Linked DNA regions of Gadus morhua: region 1 is linked to region 2. A link is a contact called in public Hi-C data. All regions are on one chromosome and are shown on one strand. The core of a region is the stretch at or near the end of the contact, and the rest is flanking DNA. Distances in the headings are between cores, read along the strand shown. Region 1 holds the start of tardbpa (TAR DNA binding protein a). Region 2 holds the start of dffa (DNA fragmentation factor, alpha polypeptide).

What was found. Hi-C and Micro-C count contacts between places; a contact is called where the count stands out from the background.
Region 1: a contact with region 2 is called in a Hi-C map of blood, with 7 times the contacts expected there. The contact joins the promoter of tardbpa here to the promoter of dffa in region 2. A contact is called at or near these places in 2 of 6 Hi-C or Micro-C datasets (blood and gill).

What each region holds. Positions count from the first base shown.
Region 1 is chr1:30,346,252-30,352,629 of gadMor3.0, reverse strand. tardbpa (TAR DNA binding protein a) reads right to left here and starts at 1,874. Exons shown (of 7, transcript XR_003977091.1): 1 at 1,581-1,874; 2 at 1,283-1,446; 3 at 1,059-1,199; 4 at 804-974; 5 at 619-703.
Region 2 is chr1:30,027,619-30,033,721 of gadMor3.0, reverse strand. It overlaps dffa (DNA fragmentation factor, alpha polypeptide), which reads left to right and starts at 1,321. Exons shown (of 6, transcript XM_030356086.1): 1 at 1,321-1,829; 2 at 2,569-2,727; 3 at 2,842-2,999; 4 at 3,350-3,545; 5 at 3,920-4,071; 6 at 4,526-6,103. The coding sequence starts at 1,736. The coding sequence ends at 4,765. It overlaps LOC115543668 (a long non-coding RNA gene), which reads right to left and starts at 2,653. Exons shown (of 4, transcript XR_003976740.1): 1 at 2,515-2,653; 2 at 1,320-1,433; 3 at 182-232.

The sequences.
Region 1 (6,378 bases), core at 625-3,124, 320 kb before region 2:
AAAAGGTAGTGTAGCAGTCTCCACTCACCAACTAAACACGTCAACCATTCAACAGCTGGCTACAAGAATTATCACTGGAGTATAAATGTTTCGTTCAACAAAATGAAAAGGCAATATATCTTTTTTTTCTTTTCTTTTTTAAATAGCAGGGGATATAAGAGGACTAGCTTGTTTTTTTCTGCCACCATATGCATACTTACCAGATTGGCCTAACTCACAGACAGACTACAGCCTACATTCCCCAACTAGAGGACTTCGACTCCATGGCGCCGAAGCCGGAGCTGAAGCCGCTGCTGGAGGCGGAGTTAGTGCCCGCGGCCCAGCCCAGGCTGGCCGAGGTGGGGCTACTGTAGCTAGTGCTGGTGGAGCTATAGGTGGGGTCTCGGGCCGTGGTGGCCGTGCCCGCCGCCGTGGTCTGCCCCTGCTGGTTAGCCAGCATGCCCATCATCCCCCAGCTGCTCTGCAGCGCTGCCTGCGCCGCCGCCACCATGGCCGGGTTAAGCCCCATGGCGCCGAAGTTAACCCCGCTGCTATTGCCCCCCATGCCGCCGCGCCCTGCGCCGTAGCCCTGGCCAAACCCACCAGCCCCGAACCGCCCACGCTCCATCATTTGCCTACTATTATTGTGTTTAGGCTCGGCGTTGGAGATGTGCACGCTGACGCCCTTGATGATCAGGTCCTCTCCACACAGGGCCTGGGCCACCTGGGGACAAGGGCGGGACGTCGACAAAGAGCAGTGATCAGACACACACGCACGCACACTAACGCACACACGCAGGGTAATAGAGGCCCCTCCCCCGTACCTGGTCATCGGCGAAGGTGACGAAGGAGAAGGCTCTGAAGGGTTTGGGGATGAAGACGTCGGTGACCTCGCCGTACTGCATGAAGAACTGCCGGAGCTCGTCAGTGGTCATGTCTTCTGTGCAGCGCCCCACAAAGATCTTACGGCTCCGCATGGGCTCGTCAGGACCAGCCTGTGGGCAGCAGACAGGTCAGTGCTTTAACAGCGGCCGTTCAGTGGTTCTCCAGGTTGGAGTAACCCCAGGTTAGTACCTTACCTTAGAGTTGGGAAGCTTGCAGTCACACCATCTCCCGTCGATCATGTGTCTCTGAGAAACCACTTTGGTCTGAGTCTCGTACTCTGTGAACCGGACGAACCCAAAGCCCTTGGAGTTACCGGTCTTGGCGTCCCTCTTGACCTAAAGACAGGAGACAAAAGGCCTCAGTACCCAGCGGCCTTTGAGCTGTGGACAGAGTGCAGACGGTTACTAGACCACATTACCTGCACCATGATGACCTCCCCGAAGGTGGCAAAGTAGTCCTTCAGGTCCTGCTCTGACGTCTTCCACGGCAGCCCCAGCACAATAAGATCCGACGTCTTCTGGGAGCCCCTCTTGATTTTAACAGCGGAGGCGGCGTCCATTTCTTCCATCTTCCTTTTGTTGTCTGATGAATGAGAGCAGAAGCAGTGTGAGAGAATACCATTGATCTACACGCAGTTCCACACCACCCCATGAGAGCCTAGTGCAGTAGTACTACACTCATACGAGTTGAAGTAATCGTTATGTTGTGAGGCCTACCTTTGGGGTAGTTGACGACGTAGACCAGGTTCCCCCAGTCGCTCTCCGGGGCGTGCAGGACCCCCTCCACCAGGCGGACCCCCCGCATGCACTGCGACTCGGGGTTCCTGTAGCGCAGGCCGCAGGCCCCAGGGAACTGGGCCGCCACCGTGGACAGCAGCACGGTGCCGTCGTCCTCCGACGGGATTTCCATGGGCTCCTCGCTCTCGTCCTCGGCCACTCGGATGTATAACTCGGACATGTTTCCGGGCTGTTTAGGCTCGTAGCAGTCGAACTCAAAACGAACCGTCTGACGTCTGGGTGATTCCACGAGGCGTACGGAGGCTGAACTAACCGCGGGGTCTCAACGCGACCGAACGAACTGCTAAACTAGCGCACAAAACGGACGAGTGAGGGGAGGAAGCCTCCAAGGGACGACTGTGAGGTTGTTATTTTAGTGCTCACCGCTTTGAAGAACTGGATCGCCGGCGGCCATGAAGCGGAGGTCTTCTTTATGAGCGGCTGGTCGGTTAGGCTAAGCTAGGCTAGGCTAACAAACGAGAGAAATGAATGGGTTACCCAGGTATCGCAGTTTACGTTTTCTCAAAACGCGGAGGGTTGCTCACTCGAACCGGCAATGAGGTGGTGTAGAGTCGTACGTCGAATGCAGAGAGAGCGTTCGACAAATGCCCTGTTGCTTGACTTAAAAATGAGAATCAATGGCAACACTTTGTGTGTCACGTCCCAGCTAATCTTTTTAGCTTCCGACCAGCTAACAAAATGGCTGCCGGGTGTTGGTGACATCATCGAGTCGGACGGTCCCATTTGTAGGGGTGTCCAAGAATACAAAACAAAGACTTTACTCGTTAACTACAACCCAAATCAATTGTAGAGATCCACACTTGATTCTAAAGTTAATTTAAAACAATTATATGTAATTTGGCAATAAATCGGATTGTTATATTTCTTTGACTGGGTATCATTAGAGGAAAAAAGTACCCGTTTGGAAAATGTTCCCAAGCGTAACTGCGCATTGATAAATAGAAGACAAAATAGATGAGATATTAAATAGTTCATGAAAAAATAAAAGAAAAAGGGTTTTGACCTAACCAATTTTTTTTGCCAAATTGCAATCATTGTACATTGTTGGATAGTCGTAGGCCGACTATAGAAGATAACCGTAGAATCAGGCGCTCGTCTCATTCTTTGACTATAAGAAATACGCTACGCATGAATTATGACTGGACTATTCAATTTATCGCCATTCATCATTACGTTTTCAGTTAACAGCTATTATATATAAATTCAATTAAAATAAAAAACAATATGCAACAAAATATATAAATATGCATATACTAATCTAAATGGCATTGGCCATGTGTAACAGAGTTAAAAATGTAGTGTATTATTATATATGATTTTCGCCAAAATAAAACTGCCTTGTTTAATAAGTGTGAATGGGAGCCACCCTTGGCCATATGGTGTACTGCAGATCTGCTGCGTTTAGTCCTGTGCTGCTTCCCTACAGTGTTGCCAATTTAGCGATTTTGTCGCTATATTTAGCGACTTTTCATTCCCTTGTCGCCGGGCTTTTACACCTGATCCAGGATCAGGTGACGGTTGGCCTCGGGTCGGATGGTCCAGTAAGACACAGGTGTCGCGTGTGTACATGTCGTGCGTGGACAGGTTGTGGTGGATGGAGCTCTTCCAGGAGGGCTTGGTCTGCTGCTGGAAGAAGGGGAAGCGGTCCTCGATCCAGGTGTAGATCTCCTTCACGGTCATCCTGCGGCCGGGCCGGCTGTTGATTGCAAACTGGAACATGGTCATAGGTGTATGGAGGTCGGTCCAACAGGGCGGCCTCCACCTCCACCACCACGCCATCGGAGGCCTTCATATTACAGCGACTTTCCACCGGGATCCGCTTGATAATCCTCCCTAGATCTGTGGTTTATCCAGGTCTAGTAAAAAGAGAATCAGCACTAGTGTATAAACTAGGGGTGTGCCAAAAAATCGATTCATATAAGAATCGCAATTCTCATTTACTACGATTCAGAATCGATATAAAATGGCCCGAAATCGATTCATCACATGTGTTCTATTATTTTCCATACACTGTTACGATCGTACTGCAGTTTGCATGTTTTACAGAAAGTTTCTTAATACTTTCCTTATGACCGTGGGTTTCTACATGCGAAGGCTAACGTGACTAGCCGTAAACTCCGCTAGCCACGTCCATGCTTTTAAAGTACTGCTTGATCTATCATGCATGGATTGAACTGTTTAGTTAAACATGCATTGAAAGTAATATTACTCTCCTATCATGTGTATGTTGAACCTCTTTACGTCTGTTTAACGGCTCTGGGAAGATCTCCATATCTATTGTTTAGAGTGAAATACAGGGAGATACAGTGAGATACAGGGAGATACAGGGAGATACAGTGAGATACAGTGAGATACAGGGAGATACAGTGAGATACAGGGAGATACAGTGAGATACAGTGAGATACAGGGAGATACAGTGAGATACAGTGAGATACAGTTTGATACAGTGAGATACAGGGTGATACAGGGAGATACAGTGTGATACAGGGAGATACAGTGAAAGATACAGGGAGATACAGTGAGAGATACAGGGAGATACAGTGTGATACAGGGAGATACAGTGAGATACAGGGAGATACAGGGAGATACAGTGTGATACAGGGAGATACAGTGAGAGATACAGTGTGATACAGGGAGATACAGTGAGAGATACAATGTGATACAGGGAGATGCAGTGTGATACAGGGAGATGCAGTGTGATACAGGGAGATACAGTGTGATACAGTGAGAGATACAGGGAGATACAGTGTGATACAGGGAGATACAGTGAGAGATACAATGTGATACAGGGAGATGCAGTGTGATACAGGGAGATACAGTGTGATACAAGGAGATACAGTGTGATACAGGGAGATACAGTTTGATACAGTGAGAGATATAGTGTGATACAGGGAGATACAGTGAGAGATACAATGTGATACAGGGAGATACAGTGAGTTTATAGTGACACTGCAGTCCAGCATTAAGCTGTAATGGGTTGGGTGGGTGGCAAGATGAATGGCAATCAAACGATTTTCCCAATTTACAAGGGAGGATTTTTTTTTTTTTAAAGCACTTGTTTGTCTGGTTATAAAGGTCCTGAAACGTCTGTGTAATAAAAAACCTCAAAACGCTTTTGTTCACAAGTTACCTGACAGGTTCCCGCTTATATCCGGTTCCGTAGTCCTCCAAAATTTAATTCGTGAGACTGTTCAAGGAAAACGGCGAAACAGCGGCTCTGTGTGGCGGTCAACGATATTACATTTTTTAGAAATAGCCGTCGGGCCTTGGTTTAGCATAGCAAGTTTTACCTCAGAGCTTTGGGATGTTGGAGGAATTTTCATCATCAGACCTGCAAGGACTGATCACAAATGTGGCTTCAATCCTACAAAATGTTCACCATAAGCTTCAAAGAAGTCGCCCTTACTTGCAGTGGACCCCGGAACACCAAGCCTACTCCCAAATCCTGGTAAGTGGGAGATCCGCGATGTGAAGCATAACGAGAACAAGTTAGGAGAGCGAATCTCTTCTGGTATTAAGAACATCATAATCATCAACATGGCAATCATTATGGTCATGTGTACTCCCATATCACTCTTTATAGTAATGCGTTACCTTTTTTGTTTTGTTTTAAGTTTTCAAATGTTTTATGTAACTTAACTTGACAATACTTGAGATTAACTTGAGATTCAATAGTTGAATCTCATCACTTTCTAAATAAGAAGTTTTCATTTTTGCAGCGTTGGACTTTAACTCTTGGATTTATTGATTTTGTTTCTTGCACAAATCCAAACTAGTTTCGGTCAGTTAATGATTAGGCTACTGTGAAGCAATCAAATCATAGCAGAGGAATAGTGACAAATTACAATTGTTCATATTTTTACATCAAGTCAAACCTTGTCAAGAAAAAAAAAAAAGTATTTTACAAACCGGCATAAAATAAAATACAAATTAATAAATACTCATTTGAAGTATATGTTCCCTTATTTTTCCTTCAGCCATCTTAAATTTGAGTATTTAACTACAAAACAACCTGCTGAAAAGTCCTTGCATGGCCACTTCTACTGGATTATTGAATGAGAAAACACATGCTGCCAACACCACATCTAGTTATTTATATGCACACAATGTATCGGCCATAGTTTCCATGTTTGAGTTTCAGGATCAATGACAGAGTAGAATATCAGTTGTATTTATTTATTTATTTATTCACTTTTAATCTTCTAGGATGGTCAATAGAAATGGAATGATCTCTTTCTCCATAAAGGTTACCAAAATAAAATGTATAAAAACACCATAAAACATATTGACATATTATTTGACTCTGACATATTATTCATAAAAGCACATCTAAATTACGCAAACACCCAGGGGGTGTTCTGAGTTCTAGAGTTATTTATTCAAAGGTCAACGGGCCTTATTCAAATAGTGGCCATCTTGGTTCTAAACCCTTGCTGTGCGGGTCCTGAAGCGGTCCCCAAGACGCCACTCGGTGAATACGACCAGTGAGGTAACGCAGCGACGGAATCAAAGAAATGAAGAGTGGAAAGGGAAGACAAAGGAAACTCAGCCAAGATCTGTGGAGATCCTTAGAATAGTTTTGGACTCATGGTTAGTGCTTCTTCCTAAAAGTTAAGCACACATATTATATTTTACTAAATTCCAATAATTTAACCCTGTAGTGGTAGTGACCTCGTCAGATTGCTGTATTGACAACATGGCACCTGCCAATACTGTG
Region 2 (6,103 bases), core at 72-2,571:
GGTCAAAGCTTAATGTCACCGCCATCATCGAGATGATTCCACATCCGTCGTGTCTTAATGAGTTTAAACTCAAGTTACATCAAATAATGTCTATATTTAACAAACAGGTTAGAACACGTTTATAAGTAGAAGCAGGTGTTGATTTAGATGCTTGGATAAAATATGTTTGCGTGCTTCTTACCAAAGCTTCTCTTGGAAAAGCAGGCCTTTCGTCACCAGGGGGAAGGCCAGACTGAAAAGACAACCCAACAACTGTATAAGAGTGCCATCTATTGGAAACATGAGGGTATTGCATATTTAATGGTAAAAGCATTCATAGCAGTCATTGCCAACGGATGACTACGAAAGACAGATTATAATTTATAATTCTTAATAAATTAATTGAAAACAATTCGGCTCAATTATTTTCTGCGTGATTGATCTGTTTAACTAGAGAAGCATACAACTAGTGAGTAATGTGGACATGTAGACACACTTTTTTCTTTAGAATAATTACATGGTTTGGCTTTAAAAAGTCAAAGTGTACCAGTGACTAAGGACCAATGCCCATAATTATACATGCACTGTAATAAATGCATATCATGTTTAAATACTGAGATAATAAGCAGAAGGTAAAGTTGACACATGCTATATGAATGTTACTCCAGTGTAAACTACAGTCTGTTGACTTGCTGTTATGCTTTGTAGCAAACCTATTTTGATTAAAAAATACTGTGTCCACTGGTTGTTAATATGAAAAGTTGGAACCCTGGTTATAACATGGATTATACTATCATTTAATAATCATGAAGTCTTATTCAGAATTATCTGAACCAGGAGTTAGTGAGTTAGTAAGTAACAACACACACCCAAAACAATACATAAAGCTGTTAGGCAAAGCATACATTTGAGTAGCCAGTGTTTGCATTCAGCCCCAGAGGGTCTCCCCGAGGCTGGCTGACATAATGGCCTTCTTCAAATAAAGACACTTCACTGCAACAATAAAAGAACCCAACGTTTTTAGCGCAAAAATGCATTCAATGTAAACTATGACCTCTTGTACCCAAGTGAACATGCCCCATGCGTTCACACCACAGGGCTGTAGAAATCATTAAACAGAGGACTGACCCCAGATGTCCAGTTGTCAACAACACACCAGAGTGTAACTTTTTAACGTGAGCATGGCTAGCTTTCCTCTGCTACATGGCTGACCTTTATCCCGCTAGTCCAGCAATACACTCGATTATCTAAACAATCAATCGATACACCTCATCGGACTATTGTCAGAGCATTTCTCGGTTTCTGGAGATGTGTTTGGTTGCAGAGTTTGTTTGAAATACCTGAGCCAGTGGATCAAGTTGATCAGTGGAGGCCATCTTCCTTCTCTTTGCTTGAGTCGTTCGATGACGTCGCAATCGATTGCTTTTTCTGACCCAGGACAACAGATCAGCGAGCTGTCAGAGCGGCGGTACAAACAGTTGTTATTTTAAGTCAAATAAATAAATATACGTTAAGTACAAAAAAAGAATCTATATGTAGAAAACGGATATTCTGTATGGTGTTTATTATTTTTGTGATTACGTTTCACGATCATAGACAAGGAAAACTACAATTGCAATTTAAACTACAGTTCCCGTGAACCTTCCTTCTCCAAAGCGGTTCCGCGTTTGAAATGTGAAGTAGTTTTATGTCTATGGTCGCTGCTTTTATTTTCCCGTAATTATACTTTATACTTGTCAACCACAGATAAAGGACAATGGGCGACATGAGACCCTGTAAAGTATGCGATTTTAAACGACAACATTCAATCGGAGTAGTGGTAACTTCTTTAGAACAACTCAAGATTAAAGGTAAGTCAAAATAGGAAGGTGTTCTTTCACATGCATCTCCGCATCAGCATGTCATTGTTATAAGTTATGTATAATTTTATGTTGTATTACTAGATTGGATTGGGGTTGACACTTCATATGGGTTATAATACCTATATTAAGCGTTATAGATGAAATACATGTTAATACATTGAGCGAATCATGAAGTCAAGTAGCATTGATACTAGTTTCGGTTTCTGTATCGTTCTGTAAAGTACAGATTCGATTGGTGACAAATTAACGTCTTGATTTTCCTACTAATGGAGATGTCCATTGGTTGCCACTAGCTGGATCTATGCTAAAATTGTACTTAAAGTACCAGGCCTCCTACGCGTTCAGACTTGCAAAAAAAATGCAAGACTGAAGATCGTCTTGTTCATTCCTGGAGCGCGAGTCACCAGGCGTGGCCCTGGCCCCCTCCAGGTTACCCTCCTCTCATGGTGGTTGCTAGGAGGAGGATGTGATATATATAATATATGCAAAAATATATTCAATTCATATTTGTCAAGTAATATTCTATGTAACACAAAGCAACCTACTACTCAATATCCTGTTCTTTTGGACATTTGAGCCATCCAGGCAACTAGCATTCAAGCCATGTATCCTCTTTATCAATGGTTTTATAATAATTTCTCATTATATGTATAATGGTTTATCTGGCTTGTACCACTGCTTGCTGACGAGCTCAATGGAGGAAATGTGTTTTCCGTTTCCTGCCCAGGTGGCGAGTCTCTTCCCATCGGTCCGGACGCTCCCGTCAAAGTGGTTCTGGAAGAGGACGGGACCATCGTGGAAGATGAGATCTACTTCCTGTGCTTGCCCTCAAACACAAAGTTCATGCTCCTTGGCCCGCAGCAGATGTGGTGCCCTGTCCGCAGAAGTAACCCTCCCTCTTTAAATCTGTATTGTACTGTTGGTCCTGTAGACAGAAGTTCTTCTAGTTCTTCTTCTTTACCGCCACTTCTCTGCCCAACTCACGCTGTCCCTGTTGCAGTCGACGGAGGCACGTCCTGGATGAACAGAGACTCCATGCTGCTGGAGGTTGACGCCGTGGACGGCTCCATCAGCCAAGTGGAGCCCTGGTGGCTTCTGGCCCAGCAGCTGAAGCAGAACATGTCCAGCATCATTACCATGTCAGAGACGGACCTCCAGGTAACCTCCAGCTACTGATCCAATGGAGCGAGGCCTTTGGAATATCGATGTTGCAGGCGGGAATATTTTCACAACCCGCGTATGAAGCAGAGCTCTTATATCTGAACATCGCGAGCGTGTCATTCTACTAGTGTGTCGTTCTACCACTGTGTCGTTCTACTAATTAGTGTGTCGTTCTACCACTGTTTCGTTCTACCACTGTTTCGTTCTACCACTGTGTCGTTCTACTAATTAGTGTGTCGTTCTACCACTGTGTCGTTCTAGTAATTAGTGTGTCGTTCTACCACTGTGTCGTTCTCCTCGTGTGACTTTAGAACCGCTTGCTCTAAAAACCACATTGCTCTTCCCAGACCTTGGTGGACATTCCTTGCGCGCAGCTGACTTCCGCGTTGAACTTCCCGGAGAGCAAGGTCCAGAACCTCCAGAAGACCCTTCAGGGGGCCCTGGACCACAGGGAAGAGGTGAGGCAGGCCAAGGAGCTGCTGCAGCTGTACGTCAAGGCCGTGGAGAAGCAGGACAGCCAGGAGGCGCAGTCCGGCCTGGAAGGTACGGCGGGGGCCAATGACCGGAGGACGAGTCAGCACGCAACCGTGCTGCGTGTTCACTGGAGGAGATGATGCGTCATTTGTTTGAACAATCTAAATCCTCCAACAAACAGAGCATATACACTGTCCTTCTAAACGTATTACTTCGTTCTTTTCATGTTTCGAATAATGTATTATTTTTTCTTATAAAAACGTTAATAAATATGTATTATTTTGAAATGGTTTGGCTTATCGGTGGGGGCCACTAGGTGGCGACATTGTATCTGCTTCAAAATAACAACCCACACACAAAAGTTCTGCAGTCATTTACCATCTGCTGCCCTCGGTACTTTCAGAACAAGAACCCAAAATGACCGTGTTGTTGTTCTGCTCCAGGGGCCGGGGACACGTTCGCTCCAGGGGCGGGGGGCATGGACCAGGGAGACGGGATGGAGGTGGACTCTGCGTCCGGGTTCATGACCAGGACCCTGATGGTGCTCAAGGGCAAGACCAGCCCGGAGACCCGGCTCTCCACGGAGGAGCTGCAGGTACACCGCTCAGACCAGCACACTGGAGGCCGGCCAAGACCAATGACAATTTGCCACGCAGGGATATATGCAAAACCGTTTGCGTGTATAGAGAGCCTTTAATTGCTGATCGAAATGTAATGATGCGTGGAATAGCAACAGCAGCAACCCCCCCCCCCCCCAGCCCTTAGAAGTCGATTTGCATTGAAACTGCACAATCCACTCCAGAAACAAAAAAGAAATAATGGCAATAATAATAGTGAAACTCCCCCAAACTAATTAGACTCATTTGTGTCTCCCTTAGCGAGAAAACCCCTCTGCAGCGGAAATGCTCTCCAGCCTATAACCCCCCCCCCCCCTCAGGGTCATCCACTTACCCCCCCCCCCCGCCCCCCCCCCCAAGCCTCTAACCCCCTGCCCCCCCAGCCTCTAACCCCCCCTGCCTCTAACCCCCTGCCCCCCCCCCCTCCCCCAGGTGGTGCTGACGACGGGGGTCCCGGCCCTGGAGGAGATGCTGGGCTGGGACGGCCCCCGCACCGCCGCCCTGCTGGAGGCGTGCCGGGCGGAGATGGCCGCCCGCCTGCAGCGCGTCCAGGCCCTGGGCTACCTCAGCAGCCTGGGCCAGCCGCCGGAGGCCGCCCGCCGGCCGGACCCGGAGCCCCAGCAGCGGGTGGAGCCCGACCCCGCCGCGGGCAGCCCGGACACGCAGGGCTGAGAACTGTGAGCTGGGGGCTGAGGCGCTGACCGGGCCGAAGGCCGGGAATGCCTTTTACCTCCCCCGACCCGAGGGTTAGTGGAACGGGATGAGTATTGGCGTTGGGAAGCCTGTCCTACAGGGGTGTGTGTGTGTTGGAACCAACAGGGGTGGGTGCTGGTTTGTGAACGTGCTGAATAGCTTCATCTTCCCGGGGAGTGGGTGAAACAACATTTGGTCGAACGTCACTCGCGACGCAGTCTCATGTTACACTGTGACGCAATGCTTATTATGTCCCCGGAGCGAACAGAATAGCCCTAACACTAAAATAAATCCAAAATCATCTTCCTAGACATGGCAGACTTGACTCTTTGACTGATGTGTTTGATCTCCGTCTTGGATTGCTGCTGTAACGAACAAGAGTTTAAAAGGCAGGTGAATTCAGGTGCACTGGAATCATTTTGATATGATGTTGTGGAAAGGTTGAGCTCGAGTAGAATGCTTTATAATAACGAGGAAAACCATTTCCTCCCCCTCAAATGAGCGTCTTGTTTTATGGATAATGGTCCTACCAAGGCTGAGGTTAATACAAGGGCAATGCATGTACTACGGCATTACTATGTTTGGAGTAAAAAGCACTATAGAAATAGACTACAAGTGCCAAACAAAACTAGTCTCTCACACACACAGAATAATGAGTCATTGTAACCAAAATAATCAATATGTTCCTGGAGGGTTGATCTAAGAAGTCCGATAATGATGTGAAAAGGAAAGTACACACACACACACACACACACACTCTCAGATCCCCATACAGAGAGTCCGTGGTCCATCTATCATCCCAGGCTGGAACCAGAGCAGAGCACTTCTAATGCGAGACCATAACCACGGCCATAACCATTCTGATGTCATCTGACGGATGGTCAGTTCCTTGTTGTGTTTTTCTCGATGTTTGAATTTGTTAGAGAGAACTGGGGACCTGGTGATTTTGGATGTCTTACTTTATAAAATATTATGTTGGGAATGGACCATATTAAAAAACAAAAACCTATGCTCATACGGATGTCGCTTGTCCACTACCCATCAAATATCTTTTTACTTTTCTATATGTGACAAACGTTAACTTTGGAGGAGTGTGTATCATTTGCATTATCATTTTTTTTTTTTGTTTAGACCCGTAATATTTTTTTTTATGGTTCGATATAAATTCTGCAATTTTCTATGCAGATTCTTTATTTCTTGTATAAATATTTGTTATTAATTTTGTACAATAAAATCTAGTTATCAAGCAATCTATTGCCGACTTTGTACCCCAATGAACTCTAGTTCTAGATAAAAGTATTATTTTGATAATCGATT